Regions from separate parts of the Zea mays genome. Here region 2 is linked to region 1. The links are chromatin contacts, called in public Hi-C maps. All regions are on one chromosome and are shown on one strand. Each heading gives the region's core, a stretch centred on a gene start, on an enhancer-like site or on the middle of the called end of the contact. The rest is flanking DNA. Distances are from core to core; before and after follow the strand shown.

Region 1 (7,378 bases), core at 1,161-3,660:
ACTTTGCCATTGACTTGATAAACCCAGCTATATAAGGATTAGCAGCCTTCTTCTGCTCAAAGAGCTTCTCCTCTTCAGTGAGCTTCGTCTCAGCAGCAACTTTCTTGTCTTGAGACATCTTATCTTCGGAAATGACGAAAATGTGTCCTTCAAACCGAAGCTTAGAAAGCCTGAGAAACTAAGCAAGCGTTGGTGAGCAAGAGCTATAAAATTGAGCAAACAAAGCAAGTGGCACAAACAGTGTACCAAATCTAGTCAGGGTGAGTTCTTATCTATACGCTCGGCGCGCTCCAAATTAGAGGGTCCCGCCTATCATTGACTGTTGCTATTCTAGCAAAGGGAAGGTGTTTTTTCGGACCTTCTGCTTAAGGCCTTCGTCCATGTCGCAGTCTGAATTCGTTATCCTAAACAAATTAATACTGCGAGGGGCTACTGTTGGGGGCCTTCGTCCTCCGAAGGTCCTCAAAAACGTAATTTAACAATATCTTCCAAGCATGGCTTATGGACAGGTACCTTCAGACTCAAGATAAAAGCATACACGATGGGAAGAGCATAATCATGACGAAGGTCACCGTTGCTCCGAAGCTACGCGCAAGGGAGCTTCGGCTCAATCGCGAAAAAAGGAACCGACTTAAAGGGAAAATGCTATCTAGTCCTCATAGATTTGTCTATAAGTCAATAATAAGTGTAAAGGGCACGAGTGTAATTTCTCACAGGCTGCGCCCTGTGTCTATAAATAGATGAACAGTACACCCGTACTGTTCACGCTGACTGGTATTTGCTTTTGCGTCACGCTTGTACTCTTTTGCCTTCTGACAAGCCGAAGGTACTTTTGTAATTCAATATTGTTCCTGCTTTTCCATGATTATATAATAAGAGTGAATTAACAGTGTTATACGATCACTTATGATTGTTTCCTATATATCATACGCTTCTTCTTTTATTTAACACATATTGCGATGATGAAGGTATATCATTCATGACCTTCGTCTGAAGATCATTATATTCTAAGTGAAATAATGTTTTGTAGAACGAAGGGCATTAACGTTTAATATTTTGTGTTGCCTTGTTCTTAATTCATAGTATTTGAGAACAAGTCTCCAACACCGGTAGTAATTAAGTTATATTTACAGAGTTTAAGCCTTTTCATGTTTAGCAGCAACACAAAAATTTATGAATCATTAGCCAAGTTACTTATTAAAAAATAATTACTATTGTATATTAATCATTTTTGCGCAAAATAAAGAATGAATCAAATTTTGTGTCGGGTGTGGGTCACCCGCGGGTTGAAATAGAAACCCGCATCCACACCAAGGAAACTTCAAATCAAGTGCGGATTGCACCAGCGGGTCAGAATCTTCACCCGTACTCACACTCGTCAGATTTCAGATTTGTGAGTTAAATTGCCATCCTAGAAGAATTAGAGAAGAAGGGAAAAAGATATAAAAAGAAAGAAATACTAAAAAAAGAAAAGGAAAACAATCCACTGGTGCCTGGCAAACGGAATAGTCGAATAGACATCAACGCATGCAACATGCTTCTCTCTAATCTCTCGCCAAAATAAGAAAAAAAGTATTACTGATAACAGGCCACCATATTAAGGAATAACGTCTAGCAAAAAATTTAACAAGAGTGCTCGGCGGCTCGGCGCGTGATTTCGTCAGGCCGTTCGAACGGGAACATTTCGGCGCCTCGTCTCCGTTCGAACGGCGAGAATATTGCCGCTATACCTCCGCCGCAAGGATCGGAGGCTTTGGGTAAAAATGACGGGCAGGGCATCCTATGTTCAGAAAATCGCTGTCTCAGAAGTCAGAGTCTTTATGGATGAAAACTCTTTGGTTTTGCTGTCTAATATCTGTATCTTTCGTATTGGGCCGTATTGTATGCTGGGCTGCATCGTAGCCGACGCCGCGGCCTACGTGACACCGCACATCAGGAAGACTGCTAGTCCAAAGCCACTGCAAAATTTAACGGAAACTCACGGGCTCCACTCCATGAGACTAACTGCAAGTCTGCAACGCAGCCCCTACGCAGGCTCCTCCCCTTGCATGCCGCCTATAGGCACTCTACGACCGCAGCGGTGCCCCCTACAGCGTCCATATGCGTCGGCCCTCTTCTCTCTCCCCCAGATCTAGCGTGTCACTGTTCATCACTCTAAACACTATGCTGTGTGTCCACGAGTAATTGTTAGTAAAAAAAATTGATAATTGATATAGAAAATAATATTTTATAGTTGTAGTGGAGTATAGGGGAGTATTTAGGGGAAACCGCTGCGGGAGATTAAAAAATAGGAGAAAAAATAGAGGGAAAAATGATATTGAGGAAAAAATTTAGAGGTAACGGTTGCGAATAGCCTGACAACTGAACTGACACTTCCCTTTCCCAACCACTTCCTCGGGGGCCCACCACAACATATCCCCCAATTCCCCCTTCCCCTCCAACGGCCAACGGCTGCTCCTCCTCCTCTCAGGCTCTCACACCAATCCCCACTCTCCCTCCTTCCGTAATTGCGTCTCTCACCACCTCGGCAACTCCAATCCCAAACGGCCACACCCTAGCTGGTCTGGTGGCATCGGCCGGCACACGGCGATGCCTGCCACGGTCTTCGCCTCCCCCTCCATCGCCGCGTCGCCGTCGCCGTCGCTGTCTCCGTGGTCCCCACGTCCGCCTCCTCGTCGCGTCCACGTCCGTGTCCGCGTCCGCCCGCCCCCGCCGAGAAGCGGAAGCAGCGGGGGCGACGAGCCCTCTACTGCCACCCCGTGGGCGAGCCCCGACTGGCTCACGTCTCTCTCGCGCGCGGTCGGCCGGAGCGGCGGCGACGACTCGGGGATCCCCGTCGCGTCCGCCAAGCTCGATGATGTGCGGGACCTCCTCGGCGGCGCGCTCTTCCTGCCGCTCTTCAAGTGGTTCCGCGAGGAAGGGCCCGTGTACCGCCTTGCCGCGGGGCCACAGGACTTTGTCATCGTCAGCGACCCCGCCGTCGCCAGGCACGTGCTGCGTGGGTACGGCTCGCGCTACGCTAAGGGACTAGTCGCTGAAGTCTCCGAGTTCCTCTTCGGCTCCGGCTTCGCCATCGCAGAAGGCGACTTATGGACGGTGCGTTCTCTGTCTCTCTTCCTGCTCTATGCTTAGTTCAGTGACTTTCTTAGTTACTTACTAGTTAGTTGCCCGTGCGTTGCAACGGTATTTATATATCATATTTGACCGATCTATCTTTTGTATAACACAAAGAAACATGAGCTACAGAGGTAGAGGATGGGCACTCTGATCCAAACGACCACGATTTGATCCTAGCATCCTCCATTTTTTCAACAAAAATCACGCTTTAAAGGTATAGAGAGAGATAGTTGTTTCCTCAGTCTACACACACTCGATAAATCAGCCACTTGTTCAATACGAGAAGACCCCAAAAGAGGGTTGTCATCCTTCAAGCGAGCAACTGAAAAGAAACAGAGACATGTCGTCAGCAGCGAAAAAACAAGAAATAATTAAATTGGAAAGCATGGATATATATACCATAGCGTGCAATAGCATTACTCTAAAAAACATGGCCATTAGAGCAACTCCAAAAGTTCCCTTAAAAATTGTTCGCCAAAACTTGTGATTGGGGGCTGTTAGAAAAAAATTCCTAAAAAGATGTAAACCTACACCAGAATGTTAATAACTTCCCTGAAAATTTTTAAAACTAAAAACTGGGCTACAACAAGCTGTATTGGGCCACCGAAGGCTGTTCGGCTGACTCATTTCCCCAGCCCCTCCCCTTCTGTTGATTCAGTATCAGACAATAGGGATACAGGTACAAATGAACACACATGTTGCTAGGAAAACAAATGATAAGTGATTCTACAGATGCTTAAAGGTTGCCAGGAACACACAAGTTTCCAGGGAACACCTTATCAACAGTTCTAGCTGACGTTGAGTTAGCTCTAGCTCATCCTTCTATAGAACTTATATGCATTTTATCTATCTTCCCCTTTGTGTTGTAAGGGAAAAAAGAATTGTTCTTCCCATTAACGTAACAAAACAATTCTCAGGGCACAACTTAGTTGAAGGTTGAGATAAAGAACTGCATACTGTTGGCTGTGTGCTCCATTGCTACAGAAGAGAACACGGAAAGGTCCAGTTAGTTTCGATTCAAAGCCGACAATTAGGTTTTGGGATGCATTTTGGTCGCCTCTTGGAGGTGCTCTTAGGAGTCTCCAGAACAGGAACCTGAAGATAAATTGTTAGTTCGTGAACCAAAAGTATTCAAAGATCCTAAAAGAACTTGCTGATTTTAACGATTCTTAGAAAAAACTAATCAGAATTATTATCAATATGGTTGCTCAGACAGTCCCTACCGTTGTCATAATCAACCTTCTCACCTTTCATGGTTAAAAAATATAAATTCCCCCAAAACAAAAAATGTGCACATGAATCCACACTTTTACCCCACCCGAAAGAACCCAAAAGAGCAAAACTGAAAAAACAATAACCATAGACATAGCAATATGATGCCTGTCTTATTATTGTTCATGATAGCATTCCCGACGAGGTCCAGAACCTGTTCACAAAAGGAAACAAAGTGAATCGACACTCGAGAATTAATATCCCAAATTTGAACAATGGAAAGAGATCTGACTTTTCAGATCATCGATGGATAAGAGAGTTGGTCAAGTGAGAGTAGTTATCTCTAGAATTATTACCACAAATCATTGGATTTCCGGCCATGCTATATAGACAAACAATAAAATCAAAGTGTGACTACACAAACAGCAATCCTCTGCACGCGTACAAAACGCACCACACTTGCAAGCAAAACTCTATGGCATGGTGACTGTGAGCAGAAGACAACCCGCCGCCGTGAGAAGAACCACTCAGAAAAGGCCCCTCTAGATCAACACCGGGAATCCTAGATCGAGCAAGAAGCCCGGGCCTTTGCACGTGACCATGCTGGCCACGCCAGGGTTGGGCCACCTGATCCCGCTGGCGGAGCTGGCCAAGCTCCTGCGGTGCGGCGCGACATCCCGACCATGCTCATCAACTTTGCGTCCGCGGCGTCGGCCACGCAGCGCGAGTTGGTGTTGAATTGAATAGAACTGTGATAGGTTGGTATTTGTGTAGGAACTTTTCTTGAAAGAATTTACAAGGGTCGATTCCTGCAAGTATTTGTAACTTGACGAATTGAAAGAGTGCAGGTCTATCCAAAGGCATCAAACTTACCAAACCTAACAGCAGCCATTGTCATGCTTCAAAGACCACCATGCTCAAAAGAAATTTAATAGAGTGCTGCAGGTAAGGGCCAAGCTCAATAGATCAGGCTGTGCCACTTAATCCAATAGTCCCCAGCAACTCCTACATAAGTGAAATTAAAACAAAATATAAATGAAACTGTAACATCTTTAGACATGCGAACCAAATTTCACTGCAAGAAAATAGAAAACAATGAAATGATAGACTACACATGTTAAGAATTATTTGTAATAGATACTTGTTGTTTCCCAGGGAAGGGAATGGATTGGTAAATGCGGTGCTAGTATCACTGACATCAGAATAAACAGTTCTCGCGTCGTTGCCGCCGTCCGTCACCTCGTGGGTGATGCCGCCCGTCGACCTCTCCGAGACTCCGACCTGCCCCGCGCCGCCGCCTTCAAGACGCCCATGACATAGGAGTGCACGCGCTCACTCTCGATGCTCGCGGGCCTGCTCGTGGAGCTCCACGACACCACCCGCCTCGTCGCGTTCGTGACCGACCAGTTCGGGATAACCTTCTTCACCGCTGCACATGACGCCAGCGTGACCGCACGGTGCCTCTTCATGCCCATGAACCTCCATGCGCTCTCACTTGTCCTCCACCTCCCCGAGCAGGCCTCCTTCATGCCCGGCGAGTTTCGGGACCTTGCCGAGGCGGTGCGCCTGCCCGGCTGCGTGCCCATCCCGGGGCCCAACATCGTCTTGCCATTCCAGTCCCTGTGGACGCGGACAGGGCCGGGACTGCCCTCGACGCCGTCGGTGGCGGTCGAGACGCGGGCAGAGAGGGCCCGACGGAGGTGGAGCAGCGGAAGGGGCATGTGGGCATGAGCGGAAGGGCGAGGGCGCCCAGGGAGGCGTGGAGCACGGGCATCGGCCCCGACAGTATTCCGAGCATCGCGACGGCGGGGTGGGGGAATGGACCTATGCGGGGCGGTCGCAGAGTGTGGGCGAAGAAGGGGGTGGTTGTGGACGAGACGGAGCGACGGCGGGGTGGGGGAATGGACCTATGCGGATGCGGGGGGAGCGGGACGCGGCTGGGGGAGCGGGGCACGCGGGCTGCCATGGATTGGCGCAATTTGTGGGCTCGCGTCGCACAAGGAAAGGGGGAGTGGGGCGCGGGGGAAGCCGACGCTGTTTGGGGAGCGGGGCAAGGCTGCCACGCCGTCCCGCGATTTGTGGGCAATCTCGCCGATCTCGCGTCGCGCAAGGAAAGGGGAGCCGGGCGCGCGGGCAGCCATGGATGGAAGCTAGCGCTGCTCCCGCGGCTGGGGGAGCGGGGCACGCGGGCTGCCGGAGCGGGGGACTGGTTTGTGGGCTCGCGTCGCGCAGAAAGGCAGAATGCGATGCAAAGGCAGAACCGTGCACCAAAGAAAATGTGGACGTCTACACTACTGACTTATGTAGAAGGCGACTTATGGACGGTGCGTTCTCTGTCTCTCTTCCTGCTCTATGCTTAGTTCAGTGACTTTCTTAGTTACTTATTAATATTGTTTAGAGAATGGAATGTCTTAACACAGTCGTAAGGCTCTGTAACGGATTGGAAGAATTGTATGGTTGTAGATCAGTTCATAGATTGGGTCAAAACCAGCTAAACCGCCACCCAATCCAGACCAGACCAGATCAGCAGAAGTGGGGTTACTCGGTTTAGCTTATATGCAGTTTGAACCCGCACGATTTATAGACAGTTTAGGTTGAAGATGGGTCATTTCAATTTGCGACATGGGAGTGGATGCATAGAGCGCTTAGAGAGTGACGCGAGGGTACTTATGGGGTGTTTGGTTTGAAGAATGAGCTAGTCCATCATCTTCTCTCCTTTTTTTTGTTTAGTCCGTGGAATAGAATGAGCTGATCCATTATCACCTCATTACTAATATGAGAAATTTGGTCATCCCACCAAATTTGAGCAATAAATCCATGATTCACCATCTTATTTTGGATGGAGTGATTCCTCAAACCAAACAACCCCTTAGTTCCTCATGATATTCAATAATGTATAGGTTCCTGACGTATATTTGATAAATGGTACTAGTAATGCAATAAATTGGTAGGGCTGTATCTATTCTTTTGCTGCAGCTATATCTTGCATATTTTTCTCGAATACGCAAAAGAGCTGCGTATAATTATATTAAGAAGAAGAAAAAACAAC
Region 2 (7,018 bases), core at 2,834-5,333, 310 kb after region 1:
ATGTAATTATCTATATCTTTTTTTACAAACCCAAGGTTTAATTTTGTTGATAAAATTGCCTAAATCTTAAGAGAACAGATTCTGCACAGAATTAAGAGACTGAAAAATTGCTATAATCAAACTGCAATAACTCTCTGAGCTGATGTCCGATTGAGGTGTTCTTCGCGGCCACGGAAAGATCTACAAATTATCTACGACTCATATATAGACTTTTTATTTTTTTGAAGCCACTAAGACCATGGAAAACTGGCATGAACAGAAACTGTCGAATCTTCCATTCTGCAGAAAACTAAATTCGAGATCAAAACCTAACCCCACATCTAATCCAACCTCTAATCCTTTAATTCCCATGATCCACAACCTCCAAAAGCACATAATTACAGGGAGGAACAAGGATCTCATCCATACCTAGGGTTTCCCCAAGAAATTCTGCAAGAAGAGATGGGGAAGAACATCTCCTTGATCCTCTCTTCCCCTTCAATTCAACGTGCTCCTCCTCTTCTCGATCCTTGCTGCGCGGGGGAGATCTAGAGGGAGGAGGAAGCCGTGGAGAGGGGCTGCCATAGGAGGAGAGGATGGCCAGCCCAAGGGGAAAGGAGGGAGGGGCGGCCAAGTGTGGGAGGGGGGGAAGGGGTGGTGGCCAAGTAGGGGGAAAAGGGGGAAAAGGCCACCACTAGGGTTTTCTTTGCGGGAGAAAAGAAGCGACGCCACAGATGACTCCGACTTAGCATCCAACGGCCCACAACCCTTTTCCCACATCCACGCACCGAAGATCAACCTTTGGCAACATTTTTTTGGGATATTACAACTTGCTTGGATTCAAGTATAGGGCTGATCCATACAGTTTTTGCTCCATTTGATTTTCCCATCTTTTTCAAAGCATGATAGTACATCTGCTTGTAATCTTGGCTTATCTTTCAATGACTCCTTTATGGTGGCTTTTGCAACATCCAATGTTGCCATGATTTCTTGGGTTGCTGGTGTCTCATCTCCATCAACAATCCTTAGAGCAACGAGGAGTGGTTGTGAAGCCCTTAGACAGTTTTCCACGTTTTCCCAAAATGGCATAGAAAGCACAATTCTTGTGATTTACCTCCCTTCTTCAGTGTTGGGAAACTTAGTTAGGTGCCACTCATCACTAACAAATATACTCTTTAGACCATTCCTATGCCTAAGCATGCTCGCCAATGTCAGAAATGAGGTAGCAAATCGAGTCACACCTGGCCTAACAAGATCACCACCTAGCTTCTCTCTCATTAGGTTGTGAATTCTACCATGCTTGTTACACTAAATGGGCCTTAATTGTAGATGTCCAGCCTAAAGCAAAAACAGGCCAACCGCTAGCCAACTAAACCTAACTAATCGTCCACACATTAACTTGACGACTAATCACACTTGGTCGACGACTGGACGATTAGTCGACCTAATCGGATCAGATACCCTGGTCGCTCCACTAAAACCGACTAGTCCGACTAATCACGACTAGTCGGACGACTTGAAATCATTGGGCCTAACCAAATCGCCGCCAATGAGTATATAACATCCAATCCAACTAATTTTGATGCCAAGTCACATGAATAGGAAACTATTTTAGAGAAAACTAAAGTAGCACAATTCATGCAGGTCAAGAGAACATCAAATTACTTTGACTTATTCATAGACCTGATCATAGGATGCCCGACTCGATTTGCTCGAAAAAACACGACTCGACCCGACCAATGCAACAGGTGGGTACGAGAAATAGTTTTTGGCTCGCAACAATCCACAGTCTCGACACAGGCCATGAAGTTTATTCCAAAACCTGACCTAACCCGAAAAACCTGATCTAAAGCAAAAAAAAAACCTGACCTTATACATCTAACAGGGAAGCATGGGCCAACTCGACCCGACACTAGGCACGAGTCGGGTACGGGCCGTGTCAAACGACCCACTACCCGACCTTGATTCGACCTGAACCGACGTTTGATTAGGTCTACTTATTTGGTAATACTATAATTTGAAGCATAACTACACATACTAAATAAATTAGACATTTGAAGTAACACAAACCATGCTTAATAAGTGTTGGGATCGGTGTGTTTGACCCAATGTGTGCCATGTGTACATAAAACACTCTATTTTCTAAACTTAATTGAATGGCATAGCTCCTGCCTTTTATTTTTTTTAAATGCATAGACTAAAAGAATGGTAAAACAAGTGAATGAATCATATGAAACACCAAACTTTTGGAAATTCTATAGATGGAAAACAACACCTCTGTTGAAACAAACATGTAAAACTGTTCCAGAATTGCATTTCTTCAATGGCAATGAGATTGCAGTTGCGTCTTCTAAACTCAGATAGTTAGTAAGGTTGAGAAAAAGTTCCCCGAGGATAACACCTTTGGTTGATCCCTATAACATGAGATGTTTTGCATGTAACACTACAATATAGTACATAGGCAAAAAATCTTATAAACAAGTAATAAATAAAATATATGTATAGTAACAAAACTATACCATGGAAACAACAATCCTACATTGACAATCCTCATATTATTTCGACACTACATCTTGAGAAAACCAAATTGATTCTAGGATCGAGTCAGGCCATTGGCAAATTCATATTAGAGCGGCCACTTTACTGACCTGGCAATTGTTTTGCATGTGTCCACTAAGATTATAGAAATTAACAGCCTGGCACATGTTTAGAAACAATAAAATAGAAGATAACATTAACAGACTTATCTCACTAGTAACTATTGAATAAATGTCAGTCAAAATCACATTAATAAACTCGAGTACTTCAGGACATCACACAACATTACCACTGAATTCACAAGCATAATTGGTGTTTATATTTCACCATCATGGAACAAATGAAATAGCACATGTATTGTTTCCTCAATATGTTTTATGATGCATGTCACCATGCCTATTATGAGCAAAATGAGTACAAGTGCCGAACAATAAATGCCAGACCCTTATACAATCATATATAGTTGCAATCAATCTGGGCCACAGTTACTACTTAAAGCTGCATGCTCATTATAATCAGGAATAACATGTAAGCACACTCCTCAACAAACCATGAAGAGGTGGAGCCATCTACAAGCACAATTATCTCCAGGTAGCAAAAAATTATCATTAAACACCAAGGAGGAAACTCTTTTTCTACTACAAAGAGTGCATATGTACACTTCAACCTGCCAAACAATGTATGTATCCAATTCTATCATTCTATGGATTATGAATCGATTGTCTGGTCCATCACACGAGGACAAATCGCCGTATCACATGGCAGTACTGAATCATCAACGGCAATTTTTTTCCAAACCCAGAATTCAAACGGCTCAATCTTGAGTTGCAATTCTTGCCCCTACCTAAAATTCCTAATGCATACCCTAACGATGGAACCAATGACCGCTCGACCTCGCACAAATCACCGAGCTCGCAAGTCGCAACGTATAATAATGAGAGAAACAAACAAACAAAAGTCTTCAGTGTCACCTGGCCGGCACGAAGGTTGGAGAACCTGAACTCCACTCGCTCCCCAAGTCGGTTCAAGGAACGCCTGCGCCGCGGTTTAGCCTCGACATCCAGCCCTCACCCCCGTCGCCGGTTTGGACGTGCGTGCGCAATCAATCTGGCTTCTGGCCTCCTCTGCGCCGTAGCGCTATACCTGTATGGATCATTGCGATATACATGCAGGGGTAATACCTGCATGGATCATTGCGACATGCAAGCAGAGGTAAAGGATTGAGGAACCAGGCTGAGGCTCGACGAAGACGTGAAAAGGGTCGCTTTTTTTAGCTGCTAATAATACCTTTGTTCTTCAATATTTATCGTCGGCTAATTTATTTTTAACTTAAAATGCGATAAATAAAAATAAGAGTACAAGTTTTACGGCGGTTGGAATGTGCGCACAAAAAAAAATGTTCGGGAATTATATCAACAGATGTTCTAGCAATAAAAAGACAATATTAATAACTTTTCGGTAAAACAGAGAGAAATATCACTTTTGTGGGCTTAACTCCGGCTAGGCCGAAACCGGTTGATTGGACCGAACTCTAGCTTACATGGGCCGAAAACTGCATTTGTGAGTGAGACCAGGAAGAGGCATTGGTCGGACCCGCGTGGTTCTCCCGTGTCCTCTCTCTCTAGTGTCGACGAGTGGGCGAACGCCGCCACCGCCTTACGCCAGTCGCCAGGCGCTCAGGTTTTCATCTTCGGGCCCTTCACCGGCGACCAGCACCCAACAGGTACCCCACCCCTTCTCTTCCGTTCCTGCTGTGCGGAACCGAGCGCCCAAACACTAGCTTAAGCTATTTGCATTCGTATCTGATCTGATACAATTACTTAGTGTATGTTTCGATCCATTAGTATTAAACATTAGCTAGCTAATAACTGCTATTTTTTAGCTAGCTAATTTTAGTAGTGGGTGTTTGGATTCACTAGCTAATAAGGTGGTTCGACAGTTAATTGCTATTAGCACCTATTAGCAACTTCAAACCTGCTAGTGGAACTAATAGGTACCAGCACCATCTAATAATTAGCAGTTATATTTGGATCCACTAGCTAGTACTAGTTTTAGCTGCTAATTTTTAGTGAAGAGTGAAAACGGACCCAAATAGGCCCTGTGTAGTATACATGTTTTGTGCCTACAAACTTCATTTTTTTCATATTGTATAAAATATTATTTGGTGTACATGTGTATACACGTCTTTCACTGGGTTCGTCACCTTGTTGCAGTTATGTTCCAGGCTTCCTGCAACAAGCCTTGATCTCTGGCCCATTTCTGCACATAGAAGTAGGAAAGAGGGCATAGGATGTTGGCATGCTGCAGCTTATCTGAGAACCATCGTGATTAGATACTAACCGATGAACATCGAGCTGGGAAGCAAGGGACAGTTGCTAAAGTCCTCAAATTGGTGTTAGTAGTAGCAGCAGAGTCAAGAAAAAACTTTGATAGTGACCATGCTTAACATGAGTAGTCTTTTTTTCTCCCAAGTGATGCCTTGCTGTACTTTAGCCCATTTCTGATCCTGTCCTACTAAAATTGCCATCATAGGTTCGTGGTGTATTATTTTTCCTAGGAAAACAAAATCTTCTACATACACAAATTCTTTTGTATTAAACTTATTGTACAGTGTCAAAAAAACTGTGTTGAAAACATCCCCGTAAGAGGCCCCTGCCTTATCAGCCATAGTTCTTGTTGTGCTTACATGGATATTAAAGGGCTCTATGCGATAATAGTTTATTACTATGAAACTGTGATAATAAGCAACATATCTGTGGTTCATGTTTATCAAAGTTCCGCTCACTTAATATGCGTGCCATATTTTTGAATTAACCAGCAGTGTCTTATCTTCGACGCATGGTTAAAGGATTATAATGAAGCATACAGACTTGTCTATGACTTGCAGAGTTGGCACCATCATAAAAAACATGTATCATAAAAATTGACTATATAAGTATTTTGATCACATAATATAAATGCAGATTTATGGTGATCAATTCATAATGTGCACAACTGATAATGGTGGCAGAAAGCAGGCCCTGGTGAAAAAAACTGTGGTTCTGAAACTAGCCAATTATATGCAGTTAGTTAAGCCCTATACATGCATACGTTATTACTTAAAACAGTGAGTAGAAAGTATGGTAGCCCTATCCTGCATGACCTGTGATGCTGTAATAAACTACACACAAAATATATATGGAACTATATTTAAATTACTGCACCACATCTTATCTGTTTGCATTGTGAATTTTGATACTCTGTTATCATTGGATGCTATTTTCCCACATTCAGGAAAGTGCAGTAATGTCAAAGTATTAAAATGTTACATGGGAAGTACAAGTATGGGTCTCAGCTAATTACACCCTGACCACTATTTTTTTAGAAAGATCCAGCTGGTTGAAAAGTGAGTGATGGCATAAAAAATCTAGTCCAGCAATATTTAGAAATTCTGATACTTGAAAATTTCATGGGCTATAGGATACTATGAAGGCTAGCCATCAGTGACCAAGCCCAAGGTCTGCTCTGATGTCCAAACCTAGTCCTCAAGCCCCAATATTTGGCGTAGCCAGCACACTGTGCTTGCATCCCTCTGCTCTCCACCCACTGGATCCTCGACCGTTCGCTATTCTGTCCATTGTTGTAACTTCAACACTATTCATGTATCGTTCTTGTGTTCTTGTGCAGTTGAGTGGTGATCAAATCTGAAGATTCCTTTATCCCTTTATGGATTGGTTTATTCCTTTTCTGATTTTCTGTCCAGTATTCGTATATTGCTTGGATTTATTATCCTAGGAATTCGTTCTGTTCTTAGGGCTCCTCTCATTGTTGTGAAATCAAAACCGAAGATTTCTTCTGTCAGGGCCCAAGAGGGCTGCGGCCAGGACCTGTCAGGGCCCAAGGGGGCTCCGGCAAGGAGCAGCAGCAAGGAGCGCAGGTCAAAGGATAAGAAGATTAGTTGAGATTATCTAGGAGATTAGTTGAGATTATCTAGTAAGGTTATCAGTTAGTAGTTTGTTGAGAGTTTTTAGTAGACAAGGATCTCTAGCTAGATAGGGACGGCCAACCGGCCTATTTATGTAATCAATGGATGAGAAATAAAGTAGGCAAGAATTAGAAGGGAGAAACCCTCCTCTTGCTCGGCCGTGGGCAGAGACCCTCGGCCGGCGTTCCTGCCCATCGATCTCCCTCTCCAGTCCATTCTACGCATCTAGTGTTAATTGGCGGGTTACTGTTAACGCGTCGCCTCCACCAGCAGCTCCAATTCCTCACCGATCTAGCTACCATAACAATCTGGTATCGGATAGCTTGGGTTTCTATTTACACCGCAAGGCTTCTGCTGCCAGTTTCGTCAAGCCGTCGTCCCCAACACTGTCGACATCCACATGGGCAGTCACTGGCACTGTCGTCGATGCAGCCATCACAATCTCCATTGATGGTGGACTTGTGGGCCAACATAAGGGCTAATCTCACAAAGATGCAAGCCTCGCTCCTGGTGGTTGAGCAGGGGTTGCTACAAATC

What was found. A called contact is a pair of places that touch in the nucleus more often than the background predicts.
Region 2: a contact with region 1 is called in a Hi-C map of ear, with 7 times the contacts expected there. The contact joins the promoter of LOC100280884 here to the promoter of LOC103637620 in region 1. A contact is called at or near these places in 12 of 25 Hi-C or Micro-C datasets (bundle sheath, ear, endosperm and 5 more) and 1 of 3 datasets of contacts at active chromatin or transcription factors (leaf).

The regions. Positions count from the first base shown.
Region 1 is chr1:87,878,621-87,885,998 of Zm-B73-REFERENCE-NAM-5.0, forward strand. It overlaps LOC103637620 (carotene epsilon-monooxygenase, chloroplastic), which reads left to right and starts at 2,411. Exons shown (of 10, transcript XM_008659899.4): 1 at 2,411-3,096. The coding sequence starts at 2,590.
Region 2 is chr1:88,188,347-88,195,364 of Zm-B73-REFERENCE-NAM-5.0, forward strand. It overlaps LOC100280884 (complex 1 protein containing protein), which reads left to right and starts at 4,084. Exons shown (of 3, transcript NM_001153804.1): 1 at 4,084-4,240.